2 separate regions of the Zea mays genome follow, and region 2 is linked to region 1. The links are chromatin contacts, called in public Hi-C maps. All regions are on one chromosome and are shown on one strand. The core of a region is the stretch at or near the end of the contact, and the rest is flanking DNA. Distances in the headings are between cores, read along the strand shown.

Evidence for each region. Hi-C and Micro-C count contacts between places; a contact is called where the count stands out from the background.
Region 2: a Hi-C map of ear shows a contact between it and region 1, with 5 times the contacts expected there. The contact joins the promoter of LOC100281931 here to the promoter of LOC100286105 in region 1. A contact is called at or near these places in 4 of 25 Hi-C or Micro-C datasets (ear, root tip, tassel and 1 more).

Annotation. Positions count from the first base shown.
Region 1 is chr4:85,516,212-85,523,353 of Zm-B73-REFERENCE-NAM-5.0, forward strand. LOC100286105 (teosinte branched1 protein) reads left to right here and starts at 4,607. Exons shown (of 1, transcript NM_001158993.2): 1 at 4,607-5,616. The coding sequence starts at 4,643. The coding sequence ends at 5,467.
Region 2 is chr4:85,711,295-85,718,436 of Zm-B73-REFERENCE-NAM-5.0, forward strand. It overlaps LOC100281931 (ATP-dependent Clp protease adaptor protein ClpS containing protein), which reads right to left and starts at 2,552. Exons shown (of 3, transcript NM_001154850.1): 1 at 2,407-2,552; 2 at 1,017-1,164. The coding sequence starts at 2,479.

The sequences.
Region 1 (7,142 bases), core at 3,357-5,856:
AGCGGGATGTACGCCGCCGTAGAATCTCATCCACACCCACAATCGGAGCAGGTAGTTCGGCCGTGGAGCTTTGCTTGATCGCAGAGAACCTGCTCGAGGCCTCGGCGGGCGGAGCTAGGGTCGAGAGGACCTTCAATTTCTCGCAGACGCCCAGTCTTCACCGCAAGGCCGCGCCACGACGTGAGCAATCTTCTCCGTGCCATAATCCACAGTAAACATCTCGTCGAGTCTTTCGCCTTTGTGGTCACTTTGTGTAGAACCCGCCAGAGTAGGAAATAAAGCACTAGAGTGCGTGTGTGGGTGCCGCCGGCAAGTGCTCCGTCGTGGGCCTAGGCGCCGCTGCGTCGTATGCCATCGGTATGAAGGGTGACATGCCTCGGTCGTCGATCCTATAGATGGCCATTTGGCAGTAACACGATGGTCAGCCCAGGCACGACCCGACCCGACTAGTATAGTGCTAGTGTCTGGCACGGCATGACTATAGTGTCGTGCCTGGGCCACCATCTCGACCCGTAGTGCTGGCACGGGCACGACACGGTTACATTTTTTATTTTAAAAATAATAGATTACATATATTTAGCATAAGAATTCAACATATAATACAATAAAATTGCAGTCGCACTGGTTAGATGGGTGCGTTTAAGTCTCTCATATAACACAATCAAACCCTCGCAACTACACCTTTTTTTGCTAAATTATACAATATACTCAGATGGGCCAACGTGCCACCAGGCCGGCCCGACACGACTAGCAGGCTGACGGGCCGTGCCTGGGCCGCTACCGCGGCACGTGGGCCCATTAGGCACGACACGGTTAGTGAGGCGGGCCTGACGGGCCGTGCCTATACCGGGCCGTGCTGAACACGGGCCGTGCCGGGTCGGGCCGTGCCGGCCCGTTTGGCCATCTATAGTCGATCCCTTACTATGTGATTGGTTACCGTAGAGGTCGAGCCAGGTCCGTACGAGTCTAGCCAGTATTAGTAGAACCAAGATGAGTTCGTGCAAACACTTTTGTTTGGTTGTGTGTATACACTCGTGCAGATTAGACATAGATTTAGTTTGGTTGGTTGCACCGAAATGTGTATTAGTGAAGAATGTATAAATAAATATTTACATATTTATCATGAGTGATTTAGTTTTGTTCACAAAAATCTGAGGAATATAAATATTAAATGGATTCAATGATTAAATCTTTTAATTGGAAGATATAAATAGAAAAGCAAAATAAAAACATCTCGATTTCTATGCTTAAGCGTACAGTGAGCCTGCATGCAGGGAGATGCTCCCGCCAGCGGTTCGCGCGGAGCCTGGCTACGGTGTACGGCTTGCATGCAGGGAGCCTGTTTGAGGAGATACGTAAACCGAACAAACAATGCTTTGAGACTCCGCGGGTTCAAGTGCATGAGTAGAGAAGCCAACCAATCACGTTGTTAGTGAATGATGAGATTAGATCCGATGTGTACCGACTCGCATAGTGGATTTCATCCGTTGATTGGGCATCGGGCAATCATGATCATATCATGCATAACGGTTCGGGTGAACGGATCCGAGCCGTCGATCCAGAATCGTGTGGATCTGGTCGCTCAGAGAGTTATGACTGCACCCACTTTTCATATGAACCCCTAGGTTCTTTTGATACTAACCTGTGATCCAATTCTATTCAGAGATTATCGTTGATAGGTCCTACATTTATCATTTTGGACCTTGACTTTGCTGGAAATCATTTCCAGTATATAAATAATTCATAAATGCTTAGAAAATCCATAACTTTCTTGTTTTAACTCCGTTTTCATCCGTTCAAATTTTGTTAACTTCATAAAAATATTTATTAGGCAGTAACAACATAATCTAAACCAAGCACATATCTTTGTAATTAGAAAATGTTCAATCTATACTGTGTAATTAGAAAATGTTCAATCTATACTCAGTAAACTCACTTCTCTAATCTAGGTTAATTTGTGTATTATAATAATTTGACTAAAATATGATTTCTAATCAAGTAGTGGCTTGGATTAAAGTTAAACAAATTTAGTGATGTCTTTCTCACATGAATTATTTTAATTCACATAGAATATATATTTTCACTATTTAATCACCTAGAGCTTCAGAAAATCATATCTTCTCAACTATAACTCTAATTTTAGTGGTTCTCGAATCTACGAGCTCGAAGCAACACATAGAACATTATTATGCAGTTTGTTCTCATATTTGGTGTGACGTTAATTTCTCCTATACCATGTTTGTTTGTATTGTTGCGAGTAGACGAGCAAGTGACCGAGGAACCCGGAGCTCAGCAGGTGGATAATTCTGAGCAGGAGCTCGCTGAAGGCAAGTTGTGCCCTTGATAACTCTTCTTTACCTAATAATGTTCCTATTAATCACTATGATATGCTCAAGTTAATTTGATGGGACCTGATTGGTTACCCTAGTTTGGTTACTTTGCACCTTGCTTACCACTAAATTTTTGGGTAGTATCTGCTATTGCTCTATGTGGTTTTGGGTGTTATGATACATATTATTCATGATCATACTATTTACTGTCAATGGATTATTTATTGTTCTTGATAAGATTATTATGTTAATTTGAACATGGAGCGACCACCCGGGAAAACAGTGCTACCACAAGGGTGGAATGGGACGCCCTTGGCTGATTAGAAAAGCTAGAGTGAGTTAATCCTTTTCCGAAATGGGCAAGCACGGTGGAGGAGTGCAGGTGTAGGGAGGTCCTCGTGTCGGACTGTCTTTTTTAGCTTTTCGGACTAGGGATTCCTATATCGCTTTCGGCCTAGAATCCATAGCAGGTTCTCTCCTCTAGTGAAACTTTTCAAAGACCTCGTAGTGTACCCTCGCCTACTCACCTTGGCAGTGTTTAAGGGTCCGATCAACCCGAGGCGACAAAGGGAACACGTCTTATGGGTAAAGATGCGTAACCTCTGCAGAGTGTAAAACTGGTATATCAGCCGTGCTCACGGTAATGAGCAGCTTGGACCCTCACATGAGTAACTTATGAAATTAAACTTAATCTATCATATGCATTGCATTATGGAATTGTTATTAAATGTGATCTCTTATTTTATTGGGATGGTATTCACTTGTACTTAGTAACGCTAATAAAATTTTGACCCAACTTATTAAAAGCAATGCTCAGCCTTAACCATTATTTGTTGATCAGTCTTACATTATACATGAGCCTCCACTGTAAGTGAGCTCATACACATTTTTCCCTACACTTGTTGAGCGATGAACATCCGTGAGCTCACCCTTGCAATAAACACCCCCATAGGTGAAGAGCAAGTGCCCCGAAGGAGGACTACTACGACGAGGTCTAAGTGTTGTCTCCCAGTCAGCTTGATGACACCAATGGATAATAATAATATTAGTTCGATTTATTTGTTATAAGTTATTTGGTAAGGTATTTTTGTTATGTAATAAAGTTTGTGACATTCGTCTCTATACACTGAGTCATTGTATGCGTTGATCTTCTTTGGCGCACATATGAGACACACCCGGATTTGCCCCTTAAATCTGGGTGTGACATCAGTAGAATACTAGTCCGCATTGTAACATCTACCTTTGGACTATAAAAGGGCAAGACAACCCTCATCCAAAGATCATCCCATATCCTCCCAGCTTTACACAAGCACCCGACTGTAACACGCTCTAAGCAATACGTACTACTGTCAACATTGTACTGGACTAGGGCTCCGGTCTGAACCAGTATAATCAACTCGCCTCAGATCCACCCTCGAGCTCCACCCGTAGCTCATCATTCGGAGTGAGTACCGCGCAAACACCCCTGCCGAACACAAATCTTATTGTCCACGGGTTCCGAAAACCACAACAAATAGTTATCCATATTAAAATTAATTAAAATCAATATCTATATATTGTTAACAATACAAAGTTACATTTTAGAGATGGACTATCGTTAGGTAATTATACATGCATGTTATCTGTTAAATTAAAATTATTGTTTTTTCTTTAGGGCTAGTTTGGCAACCCCATTTTTCAATGGAATTTCCAATTTTCCAAGGAAAAATGAACTAATTTCCCTTGGGAAAATGAAAAACTTTTGGAAAATAGGGTTCCCAAACTGGCCCTTATATAGCTAATTAGTCATGATTATAAGATTTGGATGGCTTCAAAACCTGGGGATGATGGTAATGTAGGGCATTTCATATTTTTATCGATGTGAAATTAGATAGATATATAGTAGCAGTCTTTTTTAAAGAAAAAATAATTGCGAACATTATCTATACAATCAAAACAAGCATACGGATATCCATATTGACAGCAAATAGATATCGGATCTTGCAGATATATCTAGACTAGACATCCGCATTGTCTCGAGGCCCTAGAACGACACGTATTACCCTGTGTGGGCCCTCCTGCTTTCTTACCCGACCTACTGCTATCTCCGATCGATCCATTGTGGCACCATGATGCTTCAGTGCACTAACGTACAAAAGCAGAGCGCTTTATTATTATTTATTTATACGTATATGGCAGTCATAGATCGCCAGCCACTGCTGCCTCAGCTCGGTCATTACCCTAACAGCGGGCCTCATCACCATCGGCGTCTACCTACCAGCAAGAGCAGTCAGTCACTTACCGAACCCTACTGCAGCTGCTTTTGTTTCCTTATGCCCTCGACCGCCGCGATGTCGTCGTCTTGGGACGGGTACGGCGGGCAGATCTTCCCCGCAGACATGTCGTCGTTCCACCGCCACCAGGACACCCTGGAGGCGGTGTTCCACCACCCGCCGCCTGAGACGACGACGACGACGGGGCTGCTGAGGAACGACGGGTCATCACCGGTGGTGGACGACGGCGGCGGCCACGCCGCACCGCGAAGGCGGCCGTTCCGGACGGACCGCCACAGCAAGATCCGCACGGCGCAGGGCGTGCGCGACCGCCGGATGCGGCTGTCGGTCGGGGTCGCGCGCGAGTTCTTCGCGCTGCAGGACCGCCTCGGCTTCGACAAGGCCAGCAAGACGGTGAACTGGCTCCTCACCCAGTCCAAGCCGGCCATCGACCGCCTCGTCGACGCCGCCGCCGCCGCCGACGACCCCGCGGCCGTAGCAGCCTCAGGAGGCCGACGACCGACGGTGGTGAGGGGCAGAGGCGAGGGCAGCTCCTCGAGCACTTGCTGCTGCTTGACGGACTCGAGAGAGGCCGCCGAGGAGGCGACGGGGAACGGGAGAAGCAGAGGCGGCCCTGACGACGGGCCACCGGCAGCGCTTCTGGAAGGACACGGCGGCTGCGGCGAGCTGGGCTGGATCATGTCGGGAGCGCCCACAGCAGCGGTGGCAACGACGACGACGACGACGCCGCAGCAGCCGGACGGGCACGAGTACTACTACCAGTATTGCCTGCAGCTCGAGGAGATGATGCGATGCAGCAACGACGAAGGAGAAACAACGCCAGGTGATTTCTTGTATGGTATGCAGACGCGTGATAGGTCTTGAGCTCTCTAAACGCGCGTGAGAGGATTTTCCATTACGTCCTGAGATTATGCTGATCTGCTGCCATGATGATCCATTACTACTGCATATCTATCTAGTACATATAAATCTCAACTGGTTCTTTATCTCATCAATCAAGATCCAAAGGCCCATTAGCCCGGGTTTGTGTTATCGACTTTTGCATTGGTTAATGGCAATTAACCTTATTATGATTCACTATGACATGTTCGTCAATTGTTCACATATACATAATCGTGCTAATGGTATCTGTTACTTTCAGTGCACTGATGACGTATAAACATTATTTATATGAAGTTGTTGCGAGTTCTGAGCTTTGTAGAAAACTCCATGGACATATCTATGATCCTTTAAACACAATATTATTTGAACACGGGATTTCAACCAACTAGCACAGATGAAATAAAAAAATAGCTATGGAACCTGGCTAGTGATGCTAGAAATTAAATTACATATTCTTCAGGAAAGATAGATACCAGTGGCAAATTAATACTAACCAATAGTAACACATGGACGATATTGATAATTTGCTTAATTAATCTCAAATATTTGACAGATTTGCATAAGAATCAGAATGGGATTATACTTGAATTATCTGGAACAAATGGTATTATTGTTTTTCAGGCCTTTTGAGTTACACGGTTTGGAGTACGTGAGAATATGTACACTTCATTTATTCCAGTTCCTTATATCATAAATTTAAATTCATTCCCTTAGTTTTGCCACCTTCCTCATTTTTAACTTTAGTTATATTTTTTCTCAGTTTTGTCATTCTGTTATATAACACTAGAATGGTAAACTGAGAAAAAAACACGACTAAGAATAGAAATGAATAGAAATGAGGACACCAGCAAAACTAAAGACACCACCTTAAAAAACCGAACTAAATAATGCATCGTCGAAGAGTTTAAGTGGTATACAAATAAGAAAACCAACAATTTACATATGGTCAATGGTGATCGACGTGTCACCACATTTGAGTTATATGGAGCTTCTCCACCACCAGATTAATTATCCTCTCGCTCTAAAAACAGTAGAGTATAGGAGAATGAGGTGAAGAAAAAAAAAACTACTTCAGCAGATCCCCTTTCTCCGTTCCATTTCTCCTATATTTATCCCAAGTTCCCAACGACTCAAACCTCCATCCACTCAATCCCTCAAATAGAGGGGATCCTCCCACCATTTTTTCTCAATCCTCTTTGTTCCTCTTCTAGTCGCCGTGAGAGCACCGACCGCTCTGCTGCCGCACGCCGCTACTGCATCACCGGAGCTCATGAGTCGCTAGCTGCAGCGCCGCTCTGCAAACGCTGCCACCTCAAGCAGGAGATGGAAGGCATCGTGAGAGCAGGCGGGCGGACAGGACCTACCGAAATCCCATGAGCAGGGAGATGCGGACGACGGACGGGAACAAGAAGGACGACGAAGATGAAGGACAAACCCTCCAGAAAGGAAAAACAAAATTCTGCCACGTATAAAGGGAATACAAAAAATCCTCTATCTGCTGTAGCACATCTCACCTACAACTTAGGTTTATATATGTTTTCGTGATCTCCTGTTGTCTGATATAGAGGATTATTCTTTTTTCTTAATCTGATGGATTGGAGATCCTCTCTTCACATCTCATATATCTGCATGCCTCAAAGCTCGACACCAAACCCAT
Region 2 (7,142 bases), core at 1,302-3,801, 190 kb after region 1:
AAGTGTCATTGAAATAAACTCATAAACATAATGATCGAACGAGCTACATCCCACAGGTATAAGCACTTGAGAGAGGACTAAAGGGTCCAACTCCAACGATTATATGACACAATTTGCCATGTTCAAGACATGTTATTGTGGTTTCAAAGTAACTAAAGGCCTACTAAAATAAATATTTCTAGAGTTCTATGAGCTGATATTCCTGGTAAACCACCATGAACTACAGAGTTTATAGGAGAAAAAGAAATCTAACAGCAGTAAACATCCTAGTTCGATCATTAAGAACTGGCTGTAATGCTGCACCATTCATTAATCCTAGCATTGAAATGAACTAGGCATACTCCAACACTAGCCAATTTATTCACTGATGCTCACACATGGAGGAATGCAATATGTAATGTAACTCTGGAAGTGAAGCTTAAAGCCTCTTTTACATAGTAAAATTTAAATGAGAAGGCCACCTGCTGACACACAACATTAAAACTACACAGCTAAGCGTAAGAACACTCTAAACTAAAAGCAACCATATACCTACCAATTGTGGCAATAGGTAGTTAGGTACTAGCTGTCCCAGAAATTTCCCCCTCCATAGCAAAACAGAATAAAAAAAATAGCATTGCAGTTGATTCTATGATGCGGCCCAGTTGACAACGGGAACATAAAAAAACAAGATTCTGGAAAAGCGAAGGAACTTGCACATGGCAATAAGAAAATAGATGTGCAGCCATCAAGTTCAGTTGGAAGTACTCCTGATCCTTCAGTGTCTATGGAATATTTCAGTTATTCTTTTTGTGCACGAATAAATTTTAAGTGTTCTTCCAGTAACAACAGTGAAACGAATGCAGAGTAGTTGACAACTTCTGTATCTGTTTGAAACCACTTAATGGTGTATTTGTGATTGATCAGCTGTTTCAAACTAAGACCGTAATTCAGAAAACACAAAACTCATATCCCCGCAGTTCTGGAGGTTACACTTACTAGGAATTGAAACAGAGGTGATAGTGTATAACACTTACTTCACATCAAATTCGGACTGACGACCAGGAGTAATTTTCTCTACTGGCCGATCAAGCACACCGCCACCTTTGCCTGGCGCAGCTGCTGACAGAGCCATAGGAATTGAAAGACTTGGACATCTTCTCTTGTAAATGAAAGATCTATCTCCTGCACAATATGAAGAAAATCGACACGAAAGGTTATACCAGCAAGTCTGCAAGAGTAATCATGGACCTATGACATGACAAACAGTATTTCCATGTAAATTTGAAGTCACCGTATAGTTAGCACAGTTCTAGATAGCACATTTGTGCCTCCAGGCTGAAAACAATATGAAAAAAAGTGGAGTAATAGCCTCATGATCATGCTGAACAGGACTATAAGGTTGAGGATTAGTTGGTGATAGAGCAAGATTTCCTAAGCATTTCAAGTCAGGGTATGATATGGTGGATTCAATCATCATCTTAGTCATTTGGGATTTTCAAGAACATCAAGAATAATCAGCAACTAGTAACGGCCAGCAAGGAATAATGCATCCGTGGAGAATGGCAGGCAGCTGCAACACATATATTACTTTAATAGTAGTATAAAGTGTGTCTTAAATTTCAGCTTTCGTTGCAGACTATTTATTTTCCTGTAAATGGACCAACTGGGCAATATCCCAATTGCTAGTGTACTACCGTTGCAGACGAGTAGTTGGAATCGGTTGTTAATATGTATTTATCTGGACTAAAAGAATGGGAAGAGCTGTAGTGCAAAACACAGTCCATGAATAAGGCATACTGAAGCAATAAAACAAGAAACTAACAGATAGCTGATTGAAAATGCCAATGAAGTGAACCACCTAACCTTCACCATGCACACTAGTTCTTGCAACTAACTAGAACAGACGCAACAATTTCACCACACATCAGGTCCTCGCCCTCTAGCCAACACAAGGCGGCCATTTCATAGCAGGAAACAGAAGGATTCTCTGTTCACAATCAGTTTGATTGGATGGCACCGCCTTGTCTAGCTACATACGATAATTTTGAGCGTATATGTAGATGCAGATTAATAACATCAAAATAGCTTATTTTGTATACACCTATGCAGATTGTGACTCTCACATACAAGCAACCAAACATAATCTCAAATAAAATCAACTCCAAGATGAGATGTGCGGTGGCAGTAACCGTAAAACCATTGCAAAAGCGGAAGAGTACTTGTCTGCTCTCATACTCCGTGGGATCCCCCACAATTCTACCTCCACAGAAACACCGTGGACAGCACGCATCCTACTTGCCCCATCGACCTTATCCACTGAAAGGTACTAAAGAGTACTAGTAACTACGTACTCACAAAATCGCATCCAAATTCCAACAAATTGGCAAACGGGAGCCAGAACCGGGAGCGAGGGAGACGAACAACCTGCCACGGCGTGGAGATTCGGGAGGCGGCTCGCCGCGGAGAGCGCAACACGGCTGGGCACCGAGGCCATCATGTCGCCAACCGCCGTCGCCTCGCCGCGCCTCGGTGATTCTGAATCTTGGGGCCGAGATTAGCTGCCGCGGTGGTGATGCTCCGTGGGCCGGTCGACGTGCGGTTTGTAGGGACCCTATTATTTGTGGCCCAGTAGTTTGGTAGGCGCTGCGGGATTGCGGGAGCGCCACCTGTTCCCAGTCCCGGCCTCTGGGCCACTGATCTCTACAGATTTTTTTCTCCGTTCCAACACTAAACTTGAGGAAGCCCTTGGTTCAATTACCATTGTGCCCTTCGGAATTGGTGGAGGCTGGAATAGACCGACAGCCCTAGCTTCCAATGGCCGAATGGGGTTTTCGTTTCATCGTCCTTTGGACTTTGGTTACTCCTTTATGTAGAAGGATTTTATTAAATCCAAATAATTTTCAAACTCATAAAGTTATTTGTTAAAATTTTATGGAAAACAACTCATTGAGATATGTTTTTAATGAAATTTAAATGTGAGACAATGTTTCATTGTAGTTTGTTGCACTCAATTAATTTGATTGCATTGGTTACTCTCAAATTCTAGTACTCCATTCGTTCTTAAGGGCAGTCACAACCTAAAAATTACCAAGTGATTTCTATAGCTGCCACCTCACTAAGAAATTACTTATATAAACTATAAGTTCCAACATTAATTTTTTGTTGTGCTACCGTAATAAATGTGGACGCGACGGTGCCACCAGTGAGCTGCGACCTATGAAAGAGTGTGGCGTGTGGGCTCCACAGATGGAAACGGGGTGCTCGTCCCCAATGCCAAAATAGTGGGTCTTCGTTGCGCGTGTAGACCTAATTTCTCATGCGGGAATATGTTTCCTCCTCTTTTTCATTAATTTCCTTGTCATGTCACCAAATTGTTTATGTGGCAGCTAAACTAATGATATAAAAACTAGATGACATGGAGGGTTGGGGCTGCTCTAATGTAATTACTTCTAGGATTTTTAGAATATATTATGTTAAATATAATCATTAAAGGACCTAGGCCATTTATGGATTGTCCAGTATGAGATTAACACTAGTACACAGAAGCTCTATAGTGGCGGTTCTAAACATATTTACACTGGCGTTTTTCAGTACCGCCAGTGCTAGGGGTCAGTGGAAATCAGCATTTCCACTGACGGTTATTTTGGAACCGCCAGTGAAAAGTGCATTTTCACTGGCGGTTTTCTTAAGGAACCGCCAGTGAAAAGTGCATTTCCACTGGCGGCTGAATAAAGAAAACCGCCAGTGAAAATGCATTTCCACTGGCGGTTTTATAAAGCAAACCGCCAGTGGAAATGCACTTTTCACTGGCGGTTTTCTTTATTCAGCCGCCAGTGGAAGTTTTCCCGCCTTTTTTCAAAATTTCAAACAATACTGAATTATATATATATTTATTTACACACACACAAACATATATATATATAGATCTATATTGATATTGAAAGCAACATGAAATTAAATTCTATCATACATTTATATACATCAAAGTATTCTGTTTACAACCATATATCCTTCATGCATTCTATACATCATAAGTTTTCACCTAAGCTCTAATAACTATCTCGGCTAAGAGATAATCTACTAATTTCTGTTAGTATTCTAAACTCTGGCAAAGCTAATGTTCCGGAAGCATCGTGATATTTTCCTTCTGCGGGAATGACCTCTTTCAATATGAATGTGCAGAGGTCCTCGACTATGCCATACAATGCAGCTTCGGTCAAGTTCTCCGGGTTTCCTCGTTGAAATTGCTGTAAAGGAATTTTATAAACATCATCTATTTATACTCAATAATAACACATTTGCATCTTTAATGACATAAATACATACTTAACTATTACTAATAATACCTTGTCAGGGTTCGTGATGTATCGTCCGTTCACTCTCATGAACTCGCACGCATAGAATCCACATAGGACCGATCCTTGTGGTTGCTTGTGGCACTACATAACGGGAGATTGGTTATTTAGTTGCAACATTGTGTATGATATGTATTCATAAAATCACATACTTACCGGCCAGTGATGATGGATGTCTAGTGGCACGAGTTTTTTCGACAGGTCGTACTTTCCACCTCTCATCTTATAGAATCTATAAGCACTGTGATCTCAAATAGAATCACCATGTTATTCTCAAATTTTAATCGATAAAAGTATGCATGCATAGAAAAGGCTTACAGCTCTAAGATGCTGAGGAATGTTGCATATGTCGAAGGGTCGAAGTTCAAGGAGTCGAGCACCAGCACCTTTCCAACCTTAGGATAAATGAGGAAGCATATCCAGTGGTCCCTGTACGAATCAAATTTGTGATGCATGTGTATTGAAATTATTAATTTTATTTATGCAAAATCACACTTACTTAAAGTTGTACGGGGCCATTATGGTTTCCCTGTCTTGAAATTGAAGCATTGCATGTCCTATGTAGGTGGCGTATCGAGCTTCAAAATCCTTCTTCATATCCTTTATACGCTTCTCAACTTCTTCGTCCGTCTTTCCCCGTATTTCATCGTTGTCTTTCCCGATTCTAAAAGTGTGGCTTTCCTCGGATATAAGTATTGGGTTGAGATACCCAACCCTTTTACTGGCACTAGCATTGGGCTTGGTACCGTAAAGAATCTCCTGCTGATCATGTTGCATTCTGCAAGTCACACGTGCATGTCAGATATTGAAATTTTATACAGCTCACTAATAATAACACACATATGTGGAAGTATGAGCGACACTTACAATGCAAACATCGTTACAAGTTGCACGTCGCATGTTTCTCATCTACATTGAGATTGTAGCTTGCTGCTGGGAGATGGTACTTCCCATTTTCTTGAAGAACGGGATGTAGTTCCTTTTTTATGCCTAAATCTACCAAGTCCATGCGTGAATTGAGCCCTTCTTTTGTTTTGCCCTTTATGTCTAGCAAGGTGCCCATTATGCTTTCAAACACGTTCTTCTGAACGTGCATACCATCGATCGCATGCCGCACATCTAACTCTTTCCAGTAAGGCAAGTACTCGAAGAAAATAGACTTCTTCTTGAATATAGCCCCCGAAGCTGGTTTGACATCCTTCCTTGTTTTTCCGTCTTTTGTCTTCTTCCCGAAAACAAACTTGATATTCCTGACTATTTCAAAAACTCTATGACCTCTATTGTTACCCGATGGAGCAGTAGAATGTAGTTCACCATTATTGTCGAAGTACTTATCCATCTTTCGCATGCGGTACCTGTGTCCTTCCAATAAAAAGCGTCTGTGCCTCATGTAAACTATCTTCCTAGATGCAGCAAGGGATACGTAAGCAGTTCCATCAATGCATACTGTGCAACCAACCTTTCCCTTAAACTGGCCTGATAATGTGAAGAGAGCAGGGTAATCGTTGATCGTAACAAAAAGAATTGCTCTCAGCGTGAATGAACCTTTACGATACTCATCCAACATTTGAACACCTGTTTCCCACAATATTTTCATATCCTCCATTAAGGGCTCCAAAAATACATCCATGTCAACTCCAGGTTGTGTAGGTCCAGAAATAAGGATGGTTAGCAAAATGTACTTCCGTTTCTGCATCAACCATGGAGGAAGGTTGTATATGGTGAGGATCACCGGCCATGTGCTATGCTTGCTGCTCCTCTCAGCAAATGGGTTCATTCCATCAGTACTCAGTGCGAACCTAACATTTCTCGGTTCATCGGCAAAGTCTCGGTGGTTGTCATTGAAATCTTGCCACTGCTTCCCATCGGCTGGATGTCGAAGCTTCCCATCGTTTTTGTGCTCATCAGAAGCATGCCAGCTCATAAGTCTGGCATCCTCAGGATTAGCGAACAAACACCTCAATCGATCGACGACGGGGAGGTACCACATCACCAAAGCAGGAATCTTTTTGAGCGCATAATAGTCTACTTCTTTTTCTTTGCTCGTGGATTTTGAAGTCTTTTTTTGGGCTTTCTTTCGCTTCTTCCCTTTAGACACGGATGCAACACACTCTTCGTCCTCTCGATAGTCTTTATTCGTCTTGTACCTACTTGCACCGCACTTTGGGCAGCTCTCCAAGTCTTTATAATCATCACCTCGATAAAGGATACAGTGATTTCTACACGCGTGGATCTTCTCCACACCCATAGTGAGCGGACTGATTAGTTTCTTTGCATAGTACGTGTTAGCAGGCACATTGTTCTCCTTTGGAAGCATGTCTGCGATAATACTCAAGAACGCATCGAAGCCAGCATCAGACACACCATATTTAGCTTTTAACATCAACAACTTTAGCACAGACCGGAGCGTCGTGAACTCTTTGGTACAACCCTTAGACTCGTCGTACAAAGGCTCTTCTGCTGCCTTCTTCAGGGACTCCATACCTTTCATTAAGAACATCGATTGATCTGTATGACGACGCAACATTGCCTCTAGCAACTCTGCATCTTCCTCATCCATAACACTTGGCAGAACATGAGGTCTATCATGTTCATTTCCTCGAGCGTAACCATGATCAGTAACATTTTGCACTACATGTTCGCTCTGTGGAAGAGGTTGGTGTGTCTCGTGAACGAACTGAAATCTGTCGTCGATGTTCTCAGGGTTTCCAGTCGTATAAGGCGAAGAGCTACCCTCTCCATGCTTTGTCCAAATTGTGTAATCCTTCATAAATCCTCGGCATACCAGATGAGATATGATTTGTT